Regions from separate parts of the Rattus norvegicus genome. Here region 1 is linked to region 2. Evidence: chromatin contacts called from public Hi-C data. All regions are on one chromosome and are shown on one strand. Each heading gives the region's core, a stretch centred on a gene start, on an enhancer-like site or on the middle of the called end of the contact. The rest is flanking DNA. Distances are from core to core; before and after follow the strand shown. Region 1 has its middle 240 kb from the start of Fn1. Region 2 has its middle 110 kb from the start of Fn1.

Region 1 (2,796 bases), core at 230-2,729, 130 kb after region 2:
CATGAAAAAATATCTTTGCATCCCAGATAGTACAAACCAAGAGACCCAACAACAATAACAGCAGCAGCAGCAGCAGCAGCAACAACAACAACAACTAATCCATTCAACTTAGTGAGCCAATGAATTTGTAAATTTATTGATTTATTTCGGGAGTATAGTGACTCAAAGGCTAGTGCATGACTAAAAGTCTCATCCTAGTGTGGATGATGACTCAAAATTGCTGTATTATGAAGGAGTCTCTACCTCCAGGAAACCATCTGTTGTCTATGTATGTTAGGTTTTTGGAGGAGGAGAAAGAGGATCCAACAGAAAGGTCCTGAACAAAATTTCCTTCAGGGGACAGGTGTATTGACACAGCAGTAAATAGTATGACAGGGGTCTGCAGTGAGAGGCATCAGTCCTGGAAGACAAAGTTCACTGTTTACTCTGAAAGGTTTCTGGGGGGCAATGGGGACACTGGACTGTGAGGAAACAGCTTGGTTAATAAGTGACTTATGATACATGACAGGGGTCACAGAGACTCAGGACAGGGGAGTGGGGCTAAGTTAATAGGTGACCGCAGTTAAGCATCCATGGACCCTGAGGTGGGGTGGGGTTGAGATCTGGCTCTTTGGGAGAGTAGTATGTGACCTGTCAGCTTTTATAGTAGCTATGAGGGGAAAGAGACTGCAGTGGGTGAGGCCAGATCTATAGGCTCTTAGCAGCAGATCCCGAAAGGTCTGAGTTCTAACAATATAAATTCTAGAAACCCCAAACTTGACCCCACCCAAGACTATATACAGTTAAAAGACAAGAGATGGGGCTGGAAAAATGGCTCAGAGGTTAAGAGCACCAGCTGTTTTTCCAGAGGTCCTGAGTTCAATTCCCAGCAACCACGTGTTGGCTTATAATCATCTATAATGAGATCTGATGCTCTCTTCTGGCCTGAAGGCACACATGTAGACAGAACAATGTATACTAAATAAATAAACCAAAAAAGAAAGAAAGAAAGACAAGAGACACTTGGCCATATCAGGTAAAGGTCTAATGAGCCTCTCCTTTGCCTGTCATCCTTGCCACAAACCTAGCTTTTGCTATATTGTTTGGCTAATTTTACTGTTACGACTGTGGGCCAGGGTCTTCTGTAAGTCCAGCTTGTGTGGTGGAATGCCTGTTGGAAAGAGCTCTCTACCACAGGTAAACCTCCCTCTGGTTTCTATCTGCATTTCAGTTCATCTGATGAATTTCTTTTTTTTTTTTCCTTTCTCAGAAACCTCTCTGTGTTGATTGAGTCTTTTAAATAGTAACTCATCCTTCCTCTTGCCACACACTACCACTCCCCATCCCTCTGGAGGACCACTTGTCCCGCCACATTGGACTCAGCTGTCAGCTGCAGAAGCCCACGAACACTGGGCAAGTTACCTAAGCAGAACCCAGGCTGAAGCCAGCCGCATGACTCAGGGGGGAAGCAGCCTTTCTCCCTGAATCAGCCCCAGCCAGGCCACATCTGAAGCTTAACCCAGCCAAGAGTCCAACCGCTGCCCAGCTGCCTATGGACACACGGGCCCTGTGCTGTCTCAGCTGAGAGGACCCCGTCTGCTGATTCACTTGCACCTGGGCTTCCTGGCTGGTCATCTGGAAAGGTACAAGCTCGGGCCTTATTTATCCAAGGCAATCTTTTAGAAGTCACCCTACATTTCTTCTAAGTGTCTGGGCGCAGTGTGGAGTGCGGTTTATTTCAACCATGTTGTAGTAGCCTGTGTTGGAACTTGCTGAGGTCTGAAGCCTGTCGTCAACATACAACTGACATAAACTTTTACTGGTGGGGGAGACATCAGAGGGCTGTACAGACAAACAGCTGAAGTGGCAGGGTACCAAAGACTGCAGCTAAAGGTCACTCTCGGCCACCCTGGATGTGCTTCTCTGAGCCCTCACCCTCGTGTAACATGTGAAGGGTGGACAAGTGATCCAAGCATGTATTGAAACCAGACTTGGCCGAGGTGCCATAAACAAAATTTTGCCCACTGTGTTTGGCAGTTACAAAATATTTCGTAGGTGGTGGGGCCATGCATCTTCCTGACATACCATGAGGAAAGTTGGAAGAGTAGCTCTGTGTCACATGTGAGGAGCAGGAAGCACCAACGTGGTAAGGAAGAAGAAGAAGACAAGATCTGGATGTTGGCTCTGCCACGTGCTGGGAAGATTATGACCTTTCTGTGGATTTGTGTGAGAATTGCAGCTAATAATTCCTTCCCTACAAAGTTTACCACTAGGATAAGATCTAACACATGAAGCACCTCCGACTCTATACACCGATCATTCTATTTTCTTTTTCTGTTTTTGTTTGTTTTTTGTTTTGTTGCTGTTTTGTTTTGTTTCCAGATAGGGTTTTTCTGTGTAGTCCTGGTTGTTCTGGAACGCACTTTGTAGACCAGGCTGGCCTGGAACTCAGAGATCCACCTGCCTCTGCCTCCAGAGTGCTAGGATTACAGGTGTGCACCACCATGCCCAGCTCACTCAACTTTCTTGAGTCAAAGACATTCAGAAGTATGTTCAGAGGCGCTCAGCTTGTAGAAGAAACCGGGGCCTGAATGAGGACCTAGGTTCAAGATACATTTATTGACCTTTGGAATTCGATCTTTTGACCATAAAAAGAATGACGTCTATGCCCCTTTCCCCACATTCATATTCCTATCTGACTGAGAACACCAGAAGAGATCTTTGGTTCTCTGTATCTTAGCTTCCAGTTTCCTTATTTCTATTTATTTTTCTCTGTTTCAGATGATTTTAAACCCTCTTTCCCCAGAAATCTCCATT
Region 2 (2,700 bases), core at 171-2,670:
GCGAGTGACCCCCACATGGAACTCTAACTGAGGACTTTGTGGATTTCTAAGCCGCCTTTTTCAGGGTCAGGTTTTCTGCATGACCTGTCTTCTCAGTGTTTCAAAATGTCAGCCACGAAAATTAACCCTCCTCACTCCCCTCCACCAAATGTCTCATCGTAGTTCAAAAGAGAAAGCCATTCTCTAGCGTACTCTTGGATAACCGTCAAAGTCAGGGTCTCTGCTCCTTGTGTCTCACTGACCCCTCTCCCTGCCCCAGATAAAAGCTCCTGAATACACGCCATACCCAACTGCTTTCTCTCTTCCATTCCTGTATCCTAGCCACCTGTATCTCCTCTTTAGCCTGTGGCATCCATTTATTGGTAACCTTCTACACCTTCAGTGGAACCTTCTAGTTCTTCGTCTCACGTTGTGGCCCAAGTGCTCATCAAATAATGATCAGGTCATGACCCTTCTTTCATGCCCTGATTGTTGTAATAGTTGTGACTGTGAAGTCCTTAATATCTTGTGCTTGCCCAGGTCACCAGCCTCACTGCTCCTACGTCCCCAGTACTCACCAGCTTTGACCTCATTGCTCTCCACTTCAACGTCTCCCCTGATCCTCCAATCAAACTTCTGTCATATATGCTCTCTAAGAGTATACGATCCCTCCACCCACTGTCTCTTATATTAATTGTCTCTTATAGATCTTTAATAGATAAATAAACATAAATAGATAAATATATCATATATATCATATATCACATGTCATGTCACACATCACATGTCACATATCATATATATATAATAGATATATAGATATTTCAGAAAATGATAATATTAATTTAGCATTAGTCACTGCCACCTGACCGAGCTCCTCAAGGATTGGCATATTTATCTTGTCCCACTCTCTCTTCTCCAGCACCCAGTTGAGAAATTTGTACATAGAAAGGACTTAATAAATATTCTTTAAATGATGGGCTTCCGTTCATACCAGAAGAGATTCGAGGAAGACTATCTGTGGGTCACGGCACCAAAAGGGACTGCTCCTTGCACTTCCTGGGAAAGCTGGTTTATTTTGCATCCTTGGCTCTTGCCCTAAGAATGGAACTCACACATCAGTAGGATACTAAGCAGAGATACGGCATTATTTTCATCATTGAACTCGTTCTCAAAGTAGCTGCCTATTTCCATTCAAGAACATCAGTTAGGGGAGAGCAACACACAGCTTGTAATACATTGTTATTTTTTAGGTCCCCACCCTCAAACATATGATTGCATGAAAATTAATTCACTTATGTCATGTACACCACCCATAAGATTTAGCATTCTGAGAAATGTGTTTTGTTTTTCAGTTATAAAGAGCTGGTCTAGAGGCATATGTTAGACCCACTTCAGTCTTTGCCCAAATATGGTGACATAACACTCTGGGATAAGGCCAATAGCCTAGATTTATAGCTTAAAATCCAGACTGGGTGAAACAGGATCCCAGTGAGTCAAAGTGCGTGATTGTTCCAAAAGTCTGGGCAGGTGCCAGCCATTCATAGCTTGCTATTTCCAGTGAGATTTCGAAACATGAACACTTGTAGTCCTCATTAACAACAATCAAGAGATGTAAAATCACAGTCAGGACTTCTAGCTAAAGAGGTAAAGTACACACCCACGCTGTCTCTACCGGTGTGCTGAGAACTGCAGAGTCCCCATGTTGTAAAACCTGACAAGACAGGAATGTAAGACAAAGCCTTAACTGTTTGATATGGGTTCGGGAGTCCAGGAAGTGTGTCAACACACTCAATTAGAATTTGTATGGTCACAATTTATTTTGGGTATTTTCCCGAATGCCAGGTCAATATTTATAGAACCTGGGCTGAACTGAGTGGCAGACAGTTCTGGTGGCATGCGGCTGCTTTAGGTGGAGATTCCTGGATGTCCCCTACCTTTCCCCATTCCTCCTAGCTAAAACCCATCCTTTATATCTACAGAGTCTGGAATTTACCATTCTCCAATTCCTTACAGGCAGAGGTCCTGCCTTCTTTGAAAACCCAGAGACTCCTTAGAACGGCAGTTACTTCCCAGGGCATCAATCATTCCACCTTATGTAGAAATTAAATATACTATCAGTGCGATAACTTACTCTTAACCCCTCAAACTAAACCTTCTGTCAATTTTAAGTAGGCAGCATTTGCTTCCACCTGTGTGAATAGGCTTGCAGAAGTTCCCATGAGGTTTAAAGCAGACTAACACATACACTGTCATCTCTGAGCGAAAGGGAGGGGTGTGCCTGGAAGCAACTGTCAGCATGAACCCAATGCCACACGGTACCCCATTAATGTCTGCAATCAATATGTATTGATAAAAATTGCATTACATGTGTTTATTGCACATGTGCACATGCATGTGCGTTCATGTTGGTGTGTGCATGTGTACCACAGCATATATATGGAGATCAGAGGACAGCTTTCAGGGGTTGGTTCTCTCCTTCCATTATGTGGGTCTTGGGGGTCAAACCTAGGTCATCAGACTTGGAGTCAAATGCCCTTACACCCTGAACTGTCTCATCAGCCCAGGAAATTTTAAGTTGTTTTTTTTTTTTTTTAAAAACTTGTGTGTGTGCACAGACAAGTGCACATGAACACAGGTGTTTGAGGAGGCCAGAGGTGTCATATCCCCCTGAAGTTGGAGTCACAGGTATTGTGAACTATCTGACCCTGGTGCTGGGAA

Evidence for each region. Hi-C and Micro-C count contacts between places; a contact is called where the count stands out from the background.
Region 1: a contact with region 2 is called in a Hi-C map of liver, with 6 times the contacts expected there. The contact joins two enhancer-like sites. A contact is called at or near these places in 2 of 12 Hi-C or Micro-C datasets (the A7r5 cell line and liver).

Annotation. Positions count from the first base shown.
Region 1 is chr9:80,954,347-80,957,142 of GRCr8, forward strand. No RefSeq gene overlaps it. Among named protein-coding and RNA genes, the nearest start is that of Fn1, 240 kb to the left of the region's middle. Within about 2 kb of position 1,480, at least 9 of the 93 cell types and tissues checked have an H3K27ac peak or open chromatin away from gene starts, as enhancers often do. A contact at or near this core is called in the A7r5 cell line and liver, where this site is marked.
Region 2 is chr9:80,821,396-80,824,095 of GRCr8, forward strand. No RefSeq gene overlaps it. Among named protein-coding and RNA genes, the nearest start is that of Fn1, 110 kb to the left of the region's middle. Within about 2 kb of position 1,421, at least 15 of the 93 cell types and tissues checked have an H3K27ac peak or open chromatin away from gene starts, as enhancers often do. A contact at or near this core is called in the A7r5 cell line and liver, where this site is marked.